2 separate regions of the Ovis aries genome follow, and region 1 is linked to region 2. The links are chromatin contacts, called in public Hi-C maps. All regions are on one chromosome and are shown on one strand. The core of a region is the stretch at or near the end of the contact, and the rest is flanking DNA. Distances in the headings are between cores, read along the strand shown.

Evidence for each region. Hi-C and Micro-C count contacts between places; a contact is called where the count stands out from the background.
Region 1: a contact with region 2 is called in a Hi-C map of mixed tissues, with 3 times the contacts expected there. The contact joins the promoter of HTR7 here to the enhancer-like site in region 2. A contact is called at or near these places in 9 of 16 Hi-C or Micro-C datasets (blood, hypothalamus, mixed tissues and 5 more).

Annotation. Positions count from the first base shown.
Region 1 is chr22:12,301,183-12,306,344 of ARS-UI_Ramb_v3.0, forward strand. HTR7 (5-hydroxytryptamine receptor 7) reads right to left here and starts at 3,903. Exons shown (of 5, transcript XR_009598031.1): 1 at 2,895-3,903.
Region 2 is chr22:12,205,819-12,211,293 of ARS-UI_Ramb_v3.0, forward strand. HTR7 (5-hydroxytryptamine receptor 7) reads right to left here. Exons shown (of 5, transcript XR_009598031.1): 4 at 3,647-3,725; 5 at 1-1,690. Among named protein-coding and RNA genes, the nearest start is that of HTR7, 97 kb to the right of the region's middle. Within about 2 kb of position 1,538, at least 4 of the 54 cell types and tissues checked have an H3K27ac peak or open chromatin away from gene starts, as enhancers often do.

The DNA of each region.
Region 1 (5,162 bases), core at 2,653-5,152, 98 kb after region 2:
CAATCCCTGGGTAAGGAAGATCCCACGGCAAAGGGAATGGCAGCCCACTCCAGTATTCTTGCCTGAAGAATCCCATGGAGAAAGAGTCTGGTGGGCTACAGTCCATGGGGTCACAAAGAATCAGAGACAACTTAGCAATAATCCCTCCCCTTCCCACTGTGAAGTGAAGCAGTGACTGGAGGGAGGGATGAGGCCAAAAAGAAGTTCTCAAAAACGGAAGCTTAAGCCTGACCCTATTGAGAGGCAACACGGAAGACAAAGGAGAGATGAGGGGTTACGGGCTGAATCCTCCAGAAGGTGAGAGGGGGTGGGATGGTCTGGTCTCTGCTGGGACACAATGCCTTCTTGCTTTTAACTAGAAGGAAGTAAAGGTACAGATCAGGAAAAATTGTTTGGTGATAGAAAGACAAAGGAGTTTCCATTCAATGGCTGCTACTTCTTCAATGATCATGGGTCATTACCTATAAAGGGTGGAGACTGGAGTGTTGAAGCTTATGAAAAGGGGCATGAAATTCCATTGGAAAAGGCTGGGAAAGCATCCCAACATGGTGGGGAAAGGTTAAGAAAAAAATCTAAGGTTCTATTTTGCAAGGTTAAATGTCCAACAGGTATCCAAATCAAAAACAGGAATATTATTATTCATCTTTGCTTATGCTTCATGAAGCACAGTGTAACAAATATTAGGTACATGAAAGAATGAATGAATGAAGATTAAATCTTTTCATATTTTCTTAGTACCTTTTTATATTGTTGCCCATATTCTACAAGGGAACTGAAGAAAAAATAGAAATAATGTACCTTATCAATCAATCGCTATCAAATGCATTTTCCTTTTCCTCAGTTTTAGTTCTGTTTGTTCTTGGAAGAAAAACAATCTGTGTCTTCCAATGTTACAAACTCCTCATTTTATCAAAAAATGACATGTGCATCCTCTAAAACAACTGTTCAGCAGAATTCATCAATGGGGCAATTTTCATTAAAAAAAAAAAAAACCCTAAGAGATAAACTCTACATCCCTATATTAACACAACTTGTGACATTCATAAGAATATGTATAGTTGAAGAAGAAATTAGAAGCTCTTGCCAAGAAGGATTAACCTGTCTCTGTACTGGAGATGTTCCTGCTGCTGCTAAGTTGCACATGCATCATGAGTAAAGAAAGCCTTTAGCTTGCATACAGGAATCTCAGGGTGACCCCAGGAAACAATAAGCACATTGTGCTATTTGTTTATGATTTATCAATTGTGAAATTGAAAAAAAAGATTATAAATGCATTACCTGCAGTCGAAATTATTTTTATTACATTAAGCTCCATTGAAAAGGGCTCCATTCATACAAGAAGCACAGTTTTGGCTGGATGAACAGTCAGATTTTTACACTTATAATTCAAGCATATACTTACTACGTATATTGAGTGCACTCTCCTAGTTCCTGTTACCGCAGTCAGACTATAAATGTGTATTTGTGGTCATGCTTAACTACAGTAATTCAGAACTTCAACTGTCAAGTTTGGAGCTAATATTCTCACGTAGGCAGTTCATGTTCTACTCTTAAAAATAATTCCTTATTTGCTATCAGAAACTCCTAATATAATACACAAAATAGCAGTATCAATTTTTTTAATAATCTATATCTTTAACTAAATGCACTTTTTTCCCTGAAAAAATATCCCCTTCGTTCAGTAACTATAAACCCTGGTGAAGCAGTAAAACAGCAGAACGTATCAAATATATACAAAACACACAGAGAAAACAGCCGTGTTTACAGCGAGGAAAAGAAGGAAAATCTCAGTTTTGTGCTAACTATCCTTTGAGACATTTTTTTAAAATGTGGAGGCACCAATTATTTCTCCTTTGCTGGAAGGTCTACACATTTAAAGGTTCCGTAGGTCCACTAAGAAAATAAGCAACTGTTTCTCTGTATCATCAAACACAACAGGATACCAGTCCTGTGCCGATTTTAGAACACTAACAAAATTCTGTGAATATTAGGATTTAACATTTCAGTTTCAAGAGAAGCAAAGAGTTATTTTGTCTCCAAAGAGCATTAGACCCATACTCCAAATTGTCAATTGCACAATATCTCTAGCACTGAAGGCTAGCTCCATCGCAGAATCTTACAATGCTAGAGTCTGAAGAAACCTTGCAGGTCTCCTATTCCTTTCTCCTACTCCAATCTGACACCCAAGACAGGGATTTTTTCCTCAGCATCCCTGACAGATGGTCAGTCTCTGTTTCAATTACTCCAGTGGGGGAGTTCTCAAGAGAAGATTCCCAAGGGATATGATGAAATGCTAGAATCAACCATTCAGACAGGGAGTACAGCTCCAATAAGCCTGTAGATACAGACAGCGTTGCCAGACACCAAAACCAGACTTCCAAAAGAAAGTGATTCAGAATCAGCAACGTTAAGACATGTAGACTCCCCAATCCTGGGACCACCCTAGGTCTTTTTATTGGCTTGGGACGTAGCGCCTACAATCTGGGAAGCAAGGTGGCTTTTCTCCTGCTGGTTTCTTAAGGAACTGATTCTTTCAGGCTCACAGCAAGGGTTTGTTAGGCTCAGAGAGGATCAAATTTCTTCCTTCTGAAAACCAAGCCAAGGGACCCCCTGGTGGAATTGCTAATGCTTAAAATACTCCTAACTTTGGTCTTAAAATTCTCACTGCAATAAACCAGGGCATTTCAAGCTCTTCTTTTAAAGGTATATACAGGCTAAGCTGTAACTGAAGTAGTTTGGTTGGTGTAAGGTTGACGTGTGGGGGTTGATGGTTTAAGCGCAGCCCTTCATCCCGCCGTGAAGTCTGGTTTATCTGACCAGGAAAGGCGAGCGCGCGGGGCTAAGCTGACAGCACACCCCCTGCCGGACCCCGTCACAGGGCTGCCGGCCCTTACCTGTCGATGCTGATCACGCACAGGGTCATGATCGAGGCCGTGCAGCACATGACGTCCATGGCGATAAAGACGTTACAGAAGAAACGGCCAAAGATCCACTCGCCCCCAATAAGGTCGGTGACGCTGACGAAGGGCATGACCGCCACGGCCACCGAAAGGTCGGCCAGCGCCAGGGACACGATCAGGTAGTTGGAGGGCTGCCGGAGCTTTTTGACGAAGCACACCGAAATCACCACCAGGCAGTTGCCGGCGATCGTCAGCAGCGTGATGAGCGTCAGGATGGAGCCGATCACAACTTTCTCGGCTCGGCCGTAGTTGATCTGCTCCCAACAGCCGGAGGTATTGTCCCGCGGCGCGTCCCGGATGGGCCCGGGGCTAGCCGTCACCTCCACGACCCCGTGCAGCAGGTGCGGCGCCCAGGAGCCCGCGACCGGGCCGGCGCCGTCGGGGCTCAGGTCGGGCAGCCCGCGCCCCACCTCCGGCAGGAAGAAAGAGCGGAGGTGCCCGTAGAGGTCCGGGCGGCCGCTGCTATTAACGTCCATCATCGTGCCGCTGTGCGCCGCTGCCCATGGAGCCGGCGCCCCCCGCCAAGCGCTGCGGCTGCCGGCCCGGGGGCTTCACCTCGCCGGTTCCGCTCCGCTCGGCCCAGCCATGAGGCCCGCGCCGACCGCAGGGGGGCGCCCCGGCTCGGCCTCGCGGCTCCGCACGTCCCGGTCCCGCAGCCGCAGCGGACAGCACGGGAGCGCGGCCGCCCCGGGGACTACTTGCAGGACGCGTCTCCAGCACCCGACGGACGCCTGGGACGCGCGGGTTCGCAAGCCGGCGGGCCCGGCTCGGCCGGCCACACCGCAGTCCGCAGCCCGCAGCCGCCGCGCCGCTCGGCCGAGAGCGCCCGGGAGGCAGCGGCAGAAGTTGCGGAGTGCGCCCCGCCCCTCGCGCCCGCCGCCGCCGCCGCCGCCGCCGCCGCTCCCCTGCGGCAGCCACGCCGCGTCCCCGTCGCCGCCGCCGCGTCCGGCCGCTGACCGCGCGCCCCGGGATCCCGGACGGGCTTCCCCCGCTGGGCCTGGGCCGCCGCCTCTCCCGCGCCTCCCCTCACCCACTGGGCGGCGGGGTGGTGCTCCTGGCGCCTCCCGGGATCCCGAGCCGCCTCGCCCGGGGCATCTTTCTTTCCGCTGGAGGCTCACAAGCCCTCCGACAGACCCGAATCCCCTTGCAGTAGTAAAGATAGTTTGGTGGGGGAGGACTAGGGAGCCAGCGGATGTCCGGACTCATTGCAAAATGAAGAATCTGGGGAGGAATTTTTTTTTTTTCAATCTTAATTTTTAAAAAGACCAAAAAAAAAACAAAACCCTTTCTGAGCACTATACCAAGCAACAGATAATTTCCTATTCTTATTTTGACCACTGATGGGAGAAAGCGAAGATGAAAAAAGAGAAGCAGCTGGATGGGGCGGGGGTGAGAGCTCAGATGGAGTAAAGGGACAGCGAGGGACGTCTTAGGGTCCTGGCACCTAGGAGGAGCTAGGGGCTCTGGAGAAGGCTCTGGAAAAGGACCTTCAAAGAGCTTTAAAAAACCCATTGTGACAACCCCGCCCCCCGCCCAGGCGTCTAGAAACCGGCCTTTCCCCTCTGAATATAGCTGCTGCTGCTGCTGCTGCTGCTGAGTCTCTTCAGTCGTGTCCGACTCTGTGCGACCCCATAAGACAGCAGCCCACCAGGCTCCCGCGTCGCTGGGATTCTCCAGGCAAGAACATTGGAGTGGGTTGCCATTTCCTTCTCCAATGCATTACAGTGAAAAGTGAAAGTGAAGTCACTTAGTCGTGTCCGACTCTTCGTGACCCCATGGATTGCACCCTTCCAGGCTCCTCCGCCCATGGGATTTTCCAGGCAAGAGTACTGGAGTGGGGTGCCATTGCCTTCTCCATCTGAATATAGACCTTGGCTGTATTCAGACTTCATAGCCTATGTTCAGACTTCAGAGCCTAATATATTGAAGTATTTACAGCCTAATATTTTGAAATGAGGGCTAATTCTCCACGGCGTTCTGGAAATCTTGCACATAGGAAATGACCACTTATAATGTTCTGCAGAAGAATCCTGGAGATGTATGTTGATTTAATCCCTATTGCCTAAAATCCCCTTGGTATTGAAACCCAGTCAGGGTGGAGCTGGTTTTTTTATTTGTGAGACTTATTTCATTCCATTTTGTTCAAATATTTTATCGGAAGCTAGCAGTGATTTCTTTAAAGACCCTTAAAAATAAGCAAAT
Region 2 (5,475 bases), core at 288-2,787:
TTGCTTTATTACAGCTACAAATAAACTTTATTTGATGTAATGTAATAAAACATTTTCAAATTTAACAACATTTACCTGACCAGAACGAATCATTTAAATTATGGATATAAGTATATACAGTTACTTCAGCAAATCCGCGGTTCAGGAATTGGTACAAGCTTTATCAGAAAGGACAGTGCCCACCTCCCCTTTCAGAGAGGCAGACCTTTCCTTGTGTGTGATAAGAAGCGAAGTCAGTGAAAGTTGGGAGAAATCTGCCATCCGTGCTGGAATTCCACATTATCCTGTGAGAAAACAGCTACACGTATTGCAGGGAAACAATATTCTCTTTCCATTCTCTCTTGTCAAATGAAGGTTTCCATTCATTTTGTCCCCTTAGAGGTACTCTTCTCTGATCTATTTTCTGTCTCCCTAACTCATTATTACATAGAACCATTAAAAAAAAAAATACCAAGTACAAAGTGAACTTTTCCATGTCCTGACCTGCCCTGAATATCTACCCACTTTAGGGAGGGACACGGGAGAAGAACAGAATTGACCAGGCACACATGTGATTTCAGATACAGAGAACACAAATACCAACCCTCTAGAAGGAACAGAATGGTACTACAGAGGCTTCCCAGCACTGCCCCAGGTGACCGCTGGGGCACACATACAACGCTGCTCAATGAGAATTAGCACAAGGACACTCCATCTCCAAAAGCATCACAGCCTGGCATGGAAACCCCATTGTTACCATCCTTTCCCCCCCAAACCTCAGAATTAGGAGCCAGCCCGCAGGCCCACAGCACCCAGGTGTAAAGAACAGTCACAAGTTCTGTGCCAACCATCATGTTCATGTCCAGGGCAGGAAGGCAGCCCTCGCTCTCCATCCAGGGAAAACTCCTCACAGGAGGAATGCCCCTCCCCTCTCAGAAGCCCCCAGGAGAAGAGTGAGCGAGCGTGATAAAAAAAAAAAAAAAAAAAGCTTTATTCAGGTTTTAAAATTCTCTCCATCCTGAGCTCTGTTCCTGAGTTACTCCAGAACGAGAAGCGAGTTAAAAAAGAAAGGAGGCTGGTGGGGACATCACAAGGACCCTGCAAAAAAGCCAAACTGTTTGACAGAAGCTTTGAACGGACACTGCTCTGGGAGATCATTTGTAGTAGCTGATGACTGGGTTCTGTTTTCTAATGTGGACATGCAATGTATTCATCACTAGGCTTACCGCAGTGGGCCGAGGAAAACACCCTCTGTCCCACAGCAAAATACATCTGTCTCATGAATGATTCCTGAATATTCACCACAAGGCCTAGACTCAAAAGCATGGGAAGTGTGCACTGGAACTTCTTCACTTGCACAGACTTGAACAGAAGCAAAGCACCAGAAACTGTGTTCTTTCTGGAACTCAGTTCTGTGTGTGCACTTGCAGCTGAGCCGATCAGGCCATTTTCACGTGCATACAGTAGCACGGATCCACAGAAAACAAGGAGAGGCTACCATCCCTCTCACGACATACTCTCAACAGTGGACATACTCTGCTGGTCATGTCTTAGCCATCCCAAGAAAGGACAGACGCCGCATTCCATTCCGAAGTCTCGGCAAATGATCGCATTCTGTTTCCACCTCTGTCTTGCCTTGTTTATTTCATCTCCATTATTCTGCTTTTGATCATGAATCATGACTTTTTTTCTACAGTAGTCACAGTTTTGTCTACAGAGAGAGAGAGAGAGAGAGAGAGAAAGAGGATGCAAGAAAATGATTTAGCAGAACTGTAATTGTGAGTTTTGTGGTGGGTGGATTTAATTCTTACAGCATTTGATAATTTGAATTATTTGTGGTTTCTAAGGGGATATGAGCTTCTAAGGGGGAAGAAAAATTGCTATGACTCTTGTCATATATTTCGTAACATCTGCAAGTTGCAGAGGCCTTAATATATTTGCAAATCAGCTCCAGATAACCCATTTAGAAGTTCACTTTTATAATATAGCCCCAAATGGCTCTATTCTCAATAATCCTTTCAAAATACTACTGCACTTGCTGTGCCTGAAAAGAATAACGATATCTACAATGGGAAGTGTCCTCCTCTTCAAACTTAGAAGGGTGCATTACAGTAAACCATCTGTGCAGAGACTCAGAAGCCCCTCCTTCCTAGCTTCCTTCCTCCCAGATTCACAGAAATGGCATGAGTCAGGAGAAGTCTTAGCCAACAGCTGCAGAAAAGTCCCTTTCTCCTTAGTGCAGAGGCAAATCCCTCTAAACGCCTCTAACTCAGTACCTTCACAGGACGTCTCAACTTACCAAACTACATCTCTGTGCTTGAGAGCTGGGTCTCAGAGGGTTTGGGGCCTCTGCCTCCCCATCCCATTGAAAGTACCTCCCCACGTGGCTGTCAAGACTTGAGGAGTCTCCCTGGTGACAGGATCAGTTTCTCCATAAGACACCAACTCTCAATTTGTTCCTCACCCCCACCACGGTGCCTGAGGGGAAGCACCATGCTCTGGCTTTGACCCACGGATCCAGGCTGCTGGGTAGCTAGGAAAAGGCACTGAGAAGAGGCTGTGTCCCCCTCCCCCAGGGCTCTACACTTACTCTTGCCCCAGGGCCTCTGCCTCTTCTCCGTACAGGGGAGACTGCAGTTCCTCTGAGGCTCACAGCGGCTCATGAGCTTTACTGAATCCCTCAGGCTCCAGCACCATCTCTGAAGCTCCCCTTTCCTCACAACCTACCTGTTAGTTTCCAAATGTCCAGACATCCTGGGTCTCTTTCCCAGTCTGGATGCCCACCTTCCTCGGGCAGGCCTCATCACTTTTATGTTGGTCTCCTACCTGTTTCCCTTCTCCTACTGTGAACTCCTATTTATCCAGTAGATCTTTTCTCACTCCAGCTCAAAAACCTTCATTCCTCTCCCCACCCATTTTGCCCACATGCCCTCCAAGTTGACCCCAATCTACCCAGCTTCCAGGTCCTACTGAAGACACAGCCAAGGGTCTTATTGTGTCTCTGTCCACTTCTAAGTCCCTCTGTCCATACTGTCCCCTCTTCTTGGAGTAGCCCCCAACCCACCTCCACCTCTGCCATCCCTTAATCCTACTCTTTATTCAAGACCCACCCCAAAGATCATCTCCTTCATGATGATATTTCCTTCATCATGGATATTTTCTTCCTAAGACATCCCCCTGAGGCTTATTTTTCTTGTAGACATGTTTATACTGCTTGATTTTATCTTGTGCTGTGTGTATTTAACTGTCTACTAAGAAAACAAACAAAAATATTAGAAAGAAGCAAGTGAGGTCAATTGCCTCCCTTTCTTACTTTAAAGAGACGCTACAAAGTTAAAATGTAGGCAAATACAAAGCAGGAAGTGAACAAGTTATTATTAGTACTAATTGATGATTTAATAAAAATAAAGAGCTGAATTTCAGCTCCAATGATGAGGAAAATACTACTCAGGGGAAAGAAAATTAATGAAACAACCAACTTTTTGTTTGGCTTTGTCTTTAAGACAACATCCTACCACAGACATCCAGGGTTTCAAGAGCCGTGATGTATCTTCGCAATTTTCAACAGGACCCATTTCATCTTTTTTTTTTTTAATCACTAGTAAGTGATCCCTTGCCCATAAAGACAAGGCAGATTCAGTCTGAATTCCTAAGCTTCAGTACTCACCATGGAGCAGCATTCAGGACAAGAACTCAAGAGGCCTCCGCTACAACTGCAATGGGCAGGGACTGTAAGAGTCTTTTTGCTGGGAAGAAGGGAGAAGGGAAGGCAGAGCTTCTTGAAAACAATATCATGACATTTTTTTACACGGAAGTATTTTAGAAATTGCTGTTCAATACTGTTCACAGTAATGGTGTTGAAGAACAAAAGTCATCCAAATGTGACACTTAAAAGCCATTTAGCTTTTTGGCAATTCAAAGCAAATCCATAAATAAAGTCATCAAATTTAAAAAAAAAAAAAAGTCCCTGCTTCTATCACATTATCACATTTGGTTTTATATTATCCGTATCTGGATACTTGTGAAAAGGTGACAAAGGCTATAATTTAGGGTAGTACATTATAATTACCAGTGAAGTATTTATAGCCTTTTCCCTCTATTCACTCCCTAGCCAAGGAAGACTCCCGAGTGCCTGCCAGACTCCTGAGCCTCCCATTATGCAGATCAAAAAAATGGGGAAATATTTGGAAGCAGCAATACACAAGCTAGTAGATTGTTTATACAGGAAAGGAGGAAAACTATTATATAGGAGGAAAAAATAAAGCCAAGAAGATGGAGTTGGGGCAAAAGTAAAAGAGACTAGAATCTAAGCAGCCAGAGGAGGCGGGATGGAAAGAGGCCTGGAGAGATTGTAAGGAGCAGCCCAGAGTCTCTAGGTTGGCCAAGAAATGTGTGTGCTAGAAAGACAGGGAGGGGGAACAAAGGCTTGTAAGATTTGCTGTGAGCTATGGACTGGATGCCAGATCATTACTCCAGAGACTCGAGCAGAGTTAGGATTGACTTGGGTTATCCAGCTGGTGTTTACTTGAATGCAGCTGTGCAGAGCGTGGACCACAGCAGGGGTTCTGGTTGCTAGTCATTTACCAGCCACCACTCCCTCCACGTCTACAGCCACCCCAGCCCACTGGATCCGTGAGCTTCCAGAGGCAAGGGCTGCCACTTGGTTGTCTTTCTATCACTGCCATGCCTGGTGCCATGCCTTGTACACAACAGGCTCTCAAATATTTCTGGAGAAAACAAGCCAATGAAGAGATGCCTTAATTCCAACCTCTACCTTCTAATTCATTCCACATGATACCACCAAATCAGTCTCATGGTTTTGGTGACTTCGTTTTCCATACTTGCAGAGATTTGGTCAATGGCTTCCTTCTGCCCACAGGAGGATTTTTGAACCTTAGCATTATGGACATTTTGGGCTGGGTAATTATTTGCTGTGGGGGCTGCCTGAGTAAGACAGGATGTTTAGCAGCATCCTCAGCCTCTACCCACCAGATGCTAGGAGGTCTTCCCCTTCCCTATCTGAGACAACCAGAAACATCTTCAGACATTGTCAAATGTCCCTGGAGTGCAAATTAACCCTGGTTAAGAACCATTTGCCTACACGAAAAATCCCTAAAATTTCTGGGACTGGAATGGAATTTAATGATTTAATTTATTTGATCTTTCCATTATGATCTCTAAATCTCCCCTACAACAATGCTTCAGTCAGCCTGTCCCTTGCATAAAGTCTCACGTCGACACCTCTATAGGAAATGTCCCCTTCATGAGGAATGCATCTCTAGTCTCCCGTAGTCGTAAATGCTTTGACCCTGATAGTCATATTTGAGCCCATTTAGGAAGTATTCCCTGGTCAGAGGTAAGGATATCACTGAGCTATTTTCCTCTCCTTTGAATCTTATAGCTTTTCCTGTCTCCAATTTCCTTGTGTTCTCAATACAAAAAGAGTAAATGAGCTTGTGCGTGTGTTTACGTATAGTCTGTGCAATAGAAATACAT